Linked DNA regions of Mus musculus: regions 1 and 2 are each linked to region 3. Evidence: chromatin contacts called from public ChIA-PET data. All regions are on one chromosome and are shown on one strand. The core of a region is the stretch at or near the end of the contact, and the rest is flanking DNA. Distances in the headings are between cores, read along the strand shown. Region 1 has its middle 5.7 kb from the start of Gm22559. Region 2 holds the start of Ube2k (ubiquitin-conjugating enzyme E2K). Region 3 holds the start of Tlr6 (toll-like receptor 6).

Region 1 (2,700 bases), core at 27-2,526, 810 kb after region 3:
TATCACACCTGGCCTAATTCTTGCTATCTACTAGTTATTTAATACTGTTTTGTTCTGTTGTTTTGTTTTGTTTTGTTTTGAGACAGTCTCAATTTATAGTTTAGGCTGGCCTTGAATTCTTGATCCTCCCAAATGCTGACATTATAGATATATATACCAGCTCCCCTGTTTGTTATATGTATGTATTTTCCCATGCTGACAATGCAGGGAAAGACTCTTAAGTTGTAATAAGAACTGCTACACATAACTTGTAAATGCCTTGCATTTCATTGCAGTTCACTGAATGAATCCTTGGAGTCTATACACAGATCTGTTAAGAACGTCTGATGTTAAAAACTCTTTAAAGTCTGTGACAGCATTTAACAAATCAGTACTAAATTCTTCCTTAACGCTTCAAGATCACAGAGTGACCAAAGTCCCCCTGCTATCCACAGTCCTAGGCAGGGGAAGTGGTACCTGCCATACTGAGCGGCATCCAGCAGTCAAGGAGCACTTATTCAGCTTCCTGGATTGTATTTCACAGGACGAGGACAGAAGTCACATGGCTCACCTGATGCTGCATGTGAGGGGACAGGTAGGTCCTAGGTACTCAGCAGATTCCAGCGTGCAGCAGAGCCTGTGATGGACGGCCTTGGGACTCAGTGCTGATAGGTCTTTGCTTTCTCCCTTCTCGGAATCTTTTCGGCTTCCTCTCTTTTTCTCTCCTATCTTCCTGAAGGGAGAACAGGAAGTCAACCCAAGTGTCCATTTACCATCAGGTAAAAACTGAAATAACTCCGATCTTTTGGAAAATTAAGACTTCAGAAGTTCATCAGTTGTGCTATGTCGAATCATCCTTTCCTTTCTTAATGGTTGGGGTTCCGTCAGCCAGGGCAGGAGGGCTTAGCGAACATCAGGACATTGTTATGCCCCTCAAACCCAGGTCTCCTCAATGAGATACTATGCGGGAGCCATCCGGGGTGAGTGGTCCTATAGCGATAGTGAGTGGTCCCCTGTGAGGACTCAGAAGGTAAGTGGACATCTGTGCGGAGCAAAACAGAACAAAAGGTTTTCAACACACAAGCTAACGCCACACCTGGCTGGAAGTTTCCTGGGCTGCAAACCCAGGGAGTTGAGAAGGCTGGGCTGTGTGGCTTTGTTACTGTCCCCCTAAGTAAGACTCCTTGGTTGCTTTCCTCCGTTCCCTCCCTGTTCTTATCTGTCCTCTCCCGTGCAGAAACTCGGGGCACTGCCCACCCTCTGAAAAAGATCTGGGGGAAGAAAACCTAACCAAACAAAAACCAAAAGCCACTTCCTTCCTTATCCTACATCAAAGTGGGTCTGACAGACCCAGGGCTGGAGGTACAAGTGGAGGAAACCGGGGTGATCTGGGGGGAGAGTTCACGGGAGTATGAAGCATGAATGTCGGTGTCGGGCTTCACAAGTAATACAGAGGTAGGTGAAAGGGCAGAAAGCCGTGGGAACGTGGGAAGAAAATGGAGCCGCCATCCACAGCTGAGAACCAATCATTCCTGTACAACTAGCGAGTGCTGAGAAGACTGCTGACACAGAGACGGTATTTATTTTAAGAATGCTAAAATAACAGGAAACCAGACTTACACCTGGTGTGATGGCTATGACCTCACCCCTCTCCTGGATATTTTCTAGAACTCTCACAAATAAGGTCATTAAGCCTTGGCTTACAGTGAAGGAAGGTCTCCTGCACCCAGGTGCTCTACAGTGATCAACCGAAGCCCCGCCCACCCCTGGCCCCGCCCACACAGCGCAGGAACTATGCTAATCTCTCATTTAAACTCCTCAAGCAACTCCCCAAAGATAGTAAATTAAAAAAAAAAAAAAAAAAATTCCTGTGTGTGGCTGTTGTAAAGAACCTGATACTCACTCTTGGGTGTGTCTCACTGTTTTCCAAGTCCCTCTTTTTTTAAATTAAATCTTTATGCTTAAGATTGACATTTAAACTATCCTCTAGTAAACTCTAATTCTGCTTCTACTGGGTCATCCTGAAATTACTTTCTGCAGCTAACCCAAAAATCCCGCTTTAACTGGATGAAGAACTCTGAGAAAGAATGCTTCTTCACTTTGCTAGAGGCCTGTCTAATCCCTGGGGCCATTGACAATAAACATTCCTGCACGCAGAATGCTTGGCTACTTCTTTGTTGTCGTGTTGTGTGGTTTGGTTTGGCTTTATTGAAAATGGCTCTTTTATTCCACTACATAATATATCCTGACTATAGTCCCCCCACTTTACTTCTCCTAGTTCTTCCCCACTTCCCGTTCCATCCAGCTCCACCCCCTTTCTGTCCTTCATTATTAACCAAACAGGCTTCTAAGGGATAATACTAAAATACAATAAGATTAAAAACAAAAACTAATACATCAGAATAGGGCAAAACAACCAAACAGAAGGAAGAGAGAGCCCAAGAAAAGGTACATGAAACAGATACAGAGAGACCCATTTTGTTCACATTCTTGCTCATATATATATGGATATGGATATACATATATAGTATAAATAAAAATAAGATGAAATTTAAAACAAACCAAAGTGACATGACATTATGAGACAAAGAACCTCCAGTGATGTGACGTCATTGAGTTGCTTCTATCGGCCACCGATTGCTGGGCACTGCAACCTACAGTTACATTTGTTTCCTCAGTGAGACTCACTTGGAGAAAACTACATTTTTATTTATAGGTGGT
Region 2 (2,700 bases), core at 32-2,531, 580 kb before region 3:
ATAATATTGTGTCAAAAAAATAAACCTAACTCAATAGTGAACTACAATAACGTGTTATCTGATGAAATCCCTTGTTTTTTAATAGGCCTGTTTTTAAAAGTGAGACTCAAGTTAACTATGAGGGACATCATAATGAAGTTTCACAGTACAACACTAGTCACAGAGGCATTGCCCTAGGAGAGCCTGACACTGGTAAACAGTATTCTGAAATAGGCTACTCAGACACTCCATTATTCTCCCTACTTCAAATCATTTAATTAACAAACAACTTGCCTTTGACCAGACTAAAAGCTTTAAATGTCAATGATGAGGCCTAGTTACGGGCTGGGTCCGTAGAAAAGAGATTACCACCTCATTCGGAATTATTTCTCTATCTGTAGTGGAAATTGTTTCAGTTCCCTTCCCATTATGTCTCCCTTTCCCCCAACACTACACTGGAAGGGAGTAACTCAAAGTCTTCCCCTCGTCTATACCTAAAGACTGTGGAGGTTCCTTCCCCAAGGAGAAGACAGCAAAGGCCCCGGCCGGCGATCTCCAGAACACCCCGAAAAGCGTGGGCCTGGGGGGTGCGCTGCGGCCGGGGGATCCAGTTACTACCTTTCCCCTTCCCCCAACCCACTTCCCGGGTTTTCTCGGCCTGCTCCTTCTTCCCCACCGCCTAGTCACACTTCCAGATGTTGCCGCCACCGCCTCGGGGCTCCCTCTAGAGCTCACGTGCCCCCGACGAGTGCTTCGGCATCGGCCCTCCAAACCCCGTTCCTCCCCAGGCCGGCCGGCCGGCCAGCCGCCCGCGAGACCGCCTCTCCCAGGGCCCGGGGAGGGGAGGGAAAGGCGGCGGGAGGAGGAGGGGAGGCCGCCGCTTCCCCAGAGGCAGAGAGGCGGCCGCAGCGAAGCCGGCCAGGGCCCGCCGGGGGTCGCGGAAGGAAGGGGCCCTGCCGCCCGGGGCTGAGATGGGGGCGTCCGGTAGCTCGTTCCTGACCTCCTCGCTCTTCAGCACCTCCTTGAACTCCCGCTTGATTCGCTGCACCGCGATGTTGGCCATGTCTCTGCCCGCAGCTGATTCGTACCCGCCTCCTCCGCCACCGCTACGACCACCGCCACCGCTGCCACCTCTTCCTCCGCCGCCGCCTCCTCCCTCAGCGATTCAGACCCGAGCACACGAACGCTGCCACTGCCACCCTCGCCGTCGCGTTCCTCCTCACTGTAGAATCACCTCCGCGCCCGGCCACCAAAATGGCGCCGGGTCCGCGCATGCGCACCACGCTGACCCGACCGGGCGGCGCAGCCGCTCCAGTGGGAGCCCCATACGTCTCCAGCAGCGAGCCCGCGCCGCGCCGCGCCGCGCGTCTCAGCCGGGGCTTCGGCCGCGTGGCTCCGCCCTGCCGGCGGCTGGGGCCAGGAGGGTGCGGCTTCGCGGCCTGTCCGCGGGGTCTGGGCCTGCCGGGTCCTCCCCTGCCCCTCGGCCTCCTTTACAGAGAGACCTCCAGTCCCTAGGCTGGGACCCGAGGTGGGAGCCCGGCCTGGCGGGTGTCCCCGGCCCTAGCCGGGCCGAGCCCCGCTCTAACTCGGCCAGACCCAGAACCCACGGGCTCGAAGTGCCTCCCTGTGTCTAGCGGAGGAAAAAGCTATGCAGGAACTGGGTCCTGCCCAGCGTCCGTTGGTAAACCCCCGGGAAATCCACTGCCGTAGCTTTTGTTCTGGAACCATGATAAGGCAACTATTATTCGGTCATCTCAGGTATTACAGATGTTTAAGGTTGTGTAATGGTTGTGTCCCACGGCTTGTAATTGATACAGGTGTTGCCAGAAAGAGGCCTGTGATGGGTTTAAAAGCCAGAAGTTACATCTTTGCCCTGTTTAGATAATCAATGCTGAACTGCAGAACTAAGGTGTTTTTCAAACTTGAAAGTGCCTCGGAATCCCTGGAGAGCTGGTTAAGATTGTTAGCACCTATCTCTAGAGTGTGGATGGACCTAAGAATTGGCATTCCTAGCAAGCTCCCTGCTGCCCGTTTTTCAGCGGCCACGCTGTGGGAATGACTGGATTAAGCATGTGAAGAACTGTATTTATTATAGTGACAGTTGAAGAAATAGAAGGCCGAAAGAGCTTTAAACTTACAAAGGTGTTTGGCGCTTGTATTGAGTGAATATAGTTGAGTGGAGAAAAGAGAAACGAGTAAAATTATTTAATTGAGCAATAACGTGGAGAGGCTATTTGAAAGTGGTTAGTAGAGTTTAAAACAATATGGTGTGGGTGCTGAGAGGTACTTTGAAAATAACATTTTGAGCGCCGGGCATGGTGGCGCACGCCTTTAATCCCAGCACTCAGGAGGCAGAGGCAGGCGGATTTCTGAGTTCGAGGCCAGCCTGGTCTCAGAGTGAGTTCCAGGACAGCCAGGGCTATGCAGAAAAACCCTGTCTGGAAAAACCAAAAAAGTAAAAATAAAAAAAAAAGAAAGAAAATAACATTTTGAAATTATGAAGGTGTTATTGTAGGAATATGTTTCATGTATTCACCTAATCGATCAGTTCCGTATTCCATTTTAAGACTAATGCTAGCTGAGTGTGGTGGTACAAGCTTGTAATCCTAGATTGGGAGTCAGAAGCAGGAGGACCATCAGTTCGAGAATCATGTTTCCCTCATCTGTGAGATAAGGAGGTTGTTTAAACTTCTAAGAGTTCAATTTTTCTTTTTTTTTTTC
Region 3 (2,700 bases), core at 114-2,613:
TTCTGCTCATTTTCCTGTCATGTGGTCCCTTCCATGTGAGTTGCATGAATTAGGTTGGCTCTACCCTTCCCCTTAGAGTTGTGACAGCTTCAACAGGAGTAGCACTTGCATCCCCAAAGGTCATCATTACTGTGCAATACAACCGAGATGTGAGTCATGTGACCGCTCTTCAATGCTAGGCGCACGTATGTGTGTGCCTGTATGCGTGCGTGCGTGCTTGCTCAAGCTTGTGTGTATACCTCTGAATCATGTGGTTTCTTAAGAAGCAGGCCCAGTGTTGCCTGCCATCCCTTGCATCTCATTGGCTCCTCTCCCCTCTGCCTAGGTCTCCAGTCGGGTCTGGATATCTCCACTCATTCGCTCCCTCCACACACTAGTTGCCAGCTTTGCCCCATCACTCCTTGCTGAGCCTCCCCAGTTCGGAGAAGACTTCCTCTTATGTTTGCTGAGTGACTATGAGCAGTAAGATGTTCTTCTTCGTTTCCTCCCGAAAGCAGAAGTGATTTCCAGCTTATCATTGGCCAACGTACAGTCTTGGTAGTTTTTTGTTTTTGTTTTTTTGTTCAAAGACGAGATGATGGTAGCCAGAGAGATCAATTAGGAGACGATCATCTAGTTAATCGAGTGAGAAGCCGGGATACAGGGACACCTGCTCAAAGTGTCTGCCCTTCATCCTCTTTGCCTTTCAGCCTTGACTAAACGTGTTTCTCAAATTCTAAACAGTCTTTAGAAAACCAAGTTCTAAGCTGCTGTGGAAGAAGACCAGCATCGCTTGCTCTTCCCGAATTAAGAACTGAAGCTCCCAGTAGTAGTGAATGTTGACAAACTGTCGAGGCTGGCTAAATGTGTATTGACACTGAAACTTCTCTTGAAAACCGGCTTTCCAAAAAGCACGCCATGAGCTTTAAGCTTATTTTGTTTTTAAAGTATCTCTGTCAGTCCCAAGGTGCTGAAACCTTGCTCGAATGACAGTGGTGATTTTGTAGGGGAAATATGAAGGATTGTCACAGCACAGAACTGAATCTCCTAACTTCTATCCTGGTGGCAATTTAAAATTCAGTCTGAAATAAAACAAAACAAACAACAAACAACAAAACTAAACAAAAATAAAAACCAAAAAGCAGACAAAACATACCTTAAATAAATACTCGTAGTAACACCAAAATGTTCATAATCTGCTTGTTTATATGAATCTAAAGATTGAAGCAAAGATTTATAGACGGCAGCTCAGAGCCCCTCTGCTTTGGAAGGGTTTTATACACGGGGTAATTCCAACGAGTACCAAGAGATGACGCCAAACCACTCCTAAGTACCGTGGTTCCCAGGCTTAGGACTAGGGTTGGTCAAGCAACTTATTTTTTCAGAGAAATTCGGAGAAGGAAGTCTTGGTAAGTAAGAAGGCTTTTCTGGATTTTTCAAATTACTGCGTTGATATTTCAATCGAGAAAGAAAATGGTACCGTCAGTGCTGGAAATAGGTAACCTTTCTTTGAAATTTTTACAAAACGATTTTGTGGCGGTGTTTTAAAGCGTGGCTGTCGTTTGGACTACCTAAGAATTTTCTGTGACTTTCGGGTAGACAGACAACAGCTGGCATTTCAGCGGTAGCCAAGGAAGTGAGTCGACTTCTGTGACTTTTCCTGTCCCGTTGGTTTGGGCTGTTTTCTCCTTTCACGAAGTTTTGTAGTCTTTTGTGGTCGTGACAGCACACTGGGCTGTGTGTATAAAAACAGTGTTCTGTTTCCTCATCACGTGGTACTATAATCTTTTATTAGTCTGTACCTCTCACTAATTTATGAGCGTTTTGGAGGAAGGATTTAATTCTGTCCCTCCTATGTGAATTCGTTTCCGCTGCGCTAGTTTTTGCCGTGCCCTTTGTCCACAGAAGAATCTGAAGAAACATTTGGTGGAAGTGACTGAGATCAAGATTCCCAAACTCTTTGTAACTTTGAATCCAGCCGGAAGCTGGCACTTGGCCTTCAAACCCAAAGTTTGACAGAGCCAGGTTTCTCTTGTGCTTGTGTTGACTTGATTACAACCCTCCCCCCCACCCCCCTTTTCTCATAGCTTTAGTTTTTACGGCGCTCCCTCCATCCGCCACCACTTTTGGTTTTGTGGTTGACTATTCTTTTCTCTTTCACTTTCTGTTTGATGTATTAAGCAAATTCTTATTGTCTCCTCATACTTCCTTTAAAATAAATAAATAAACCTTCCCCTTTGTCCCACCCATGCTACCTACGAATTCATTAAAGTCTGGGGCTGTTTGCCAGAATGTGCACCCTAGGAACATCTCGAGGTTCTGAGCATCTTCCAGGACGCGCATATCCATGTGGGGGACATGGCAGCTGAATGAATGACAGTCCCTTGAACATAGACACGTAAGCTGCCCTCGGGGGGTGGGGGAGGGGGATTTGTAGGAGGGGACCTCATCCGTGAATGTCCATTCTCTGCCACCTTGTTGAAGAGGTTGGGCCCTCTTTATGTGTGTATTTATATCATAAATAATACAAGCATGCTTGCATATAAAACTTTTTGGCGGGGTATATTTTAAGAGAGCTTTAATTGATTAGTTCTTTGAGAATTTTGAACACTGTGTTTTTCTTCGCCCCTTCCTAACTCTTAACCACCCACCCACCTGAGTGTCCCCCCAACCCACCCCCGTCCAATCCCATCAAATCCAACTTGTGCTATCCATGTACTC

The links. ChIA-PET counts read pairs in DNA pulled down with a chosen protein or histone mark.
Region 1: an RNA polymerase II ChIA-PET map of effector CD8 T cells shows a contact between it and region 3, with 10 read pairs. The contact joins the enhancer-like site here to the promoter of Tlr6 in region 3. A contact is called at or near these places in 5 of 39 promoter capture datasets (the 3T3-L1 cell line, the C10 cell line, neural stem cells and 1 more), 1 of 484 Hi-C or Micro-C datasets (CD8 T cells), 2 of 115 datasets of contacts at active chromatin or transcription factors (bone marrow-derived macrophages and effector CD8 T cells) and 2 of 9 other capture datasets (embryonic stem cells and liver).
Region 2: an RNA polymerase II ChIA-PET map of memory CD8 T cells shows a contact between it and region 3, with 11 read pairs. The contact joins the promoter of Ube2k here to the promoter of Tlr6 in region 3. A contact is called at or near these places in 2 of 39 promoter capture datasets (liver and pre-B cells) and 1 of 115 datasets of contacts at active chromatin or transcription factors (memory CD8 T cells).

What each region holds. Positions count from the first base shown.
Region 1 is chr5:64,148,562-64,151,261 of GRCm38.p6, reverse strand. No RefSeq gene overlaps it. Among named protein-coding and RNA genes, the nearest start is that of Gm22559, 5.7 kb to the right of the region's middle. Within about 2 kb of position 1,276, at least 93 of the 459 cell types and tissues checked have an H3K27ac peak or open chromatin away from gene starts, as enhancers often do. A contact at or near this core is called in CD8 T cells and effector CD8 T cells, where this site is marked.
Region 2 is chr5:65,535,826-65,538,525 of GRCm38.p6, reverse strand. Ube2k (ubiquitin-conjugating enzyme E2K) reads right to left here and starts at 1,281. Exons shown (of 7, transcript NM_016786.4): 1 at 980-1,281. The coding sequence starts at 1,042. It also overlaps a transcript of Smim14 not described here.
Region 3 is chr5:64,958,711-64,961,410 of GRCm38.p6, reverse strand. It overlaps Tlr6 (toll-like receptor 6), which reads left to right and starts at 1,363. Exons shown (of 2, transcript NM_001359180.2): 1 at 1,363-1,388.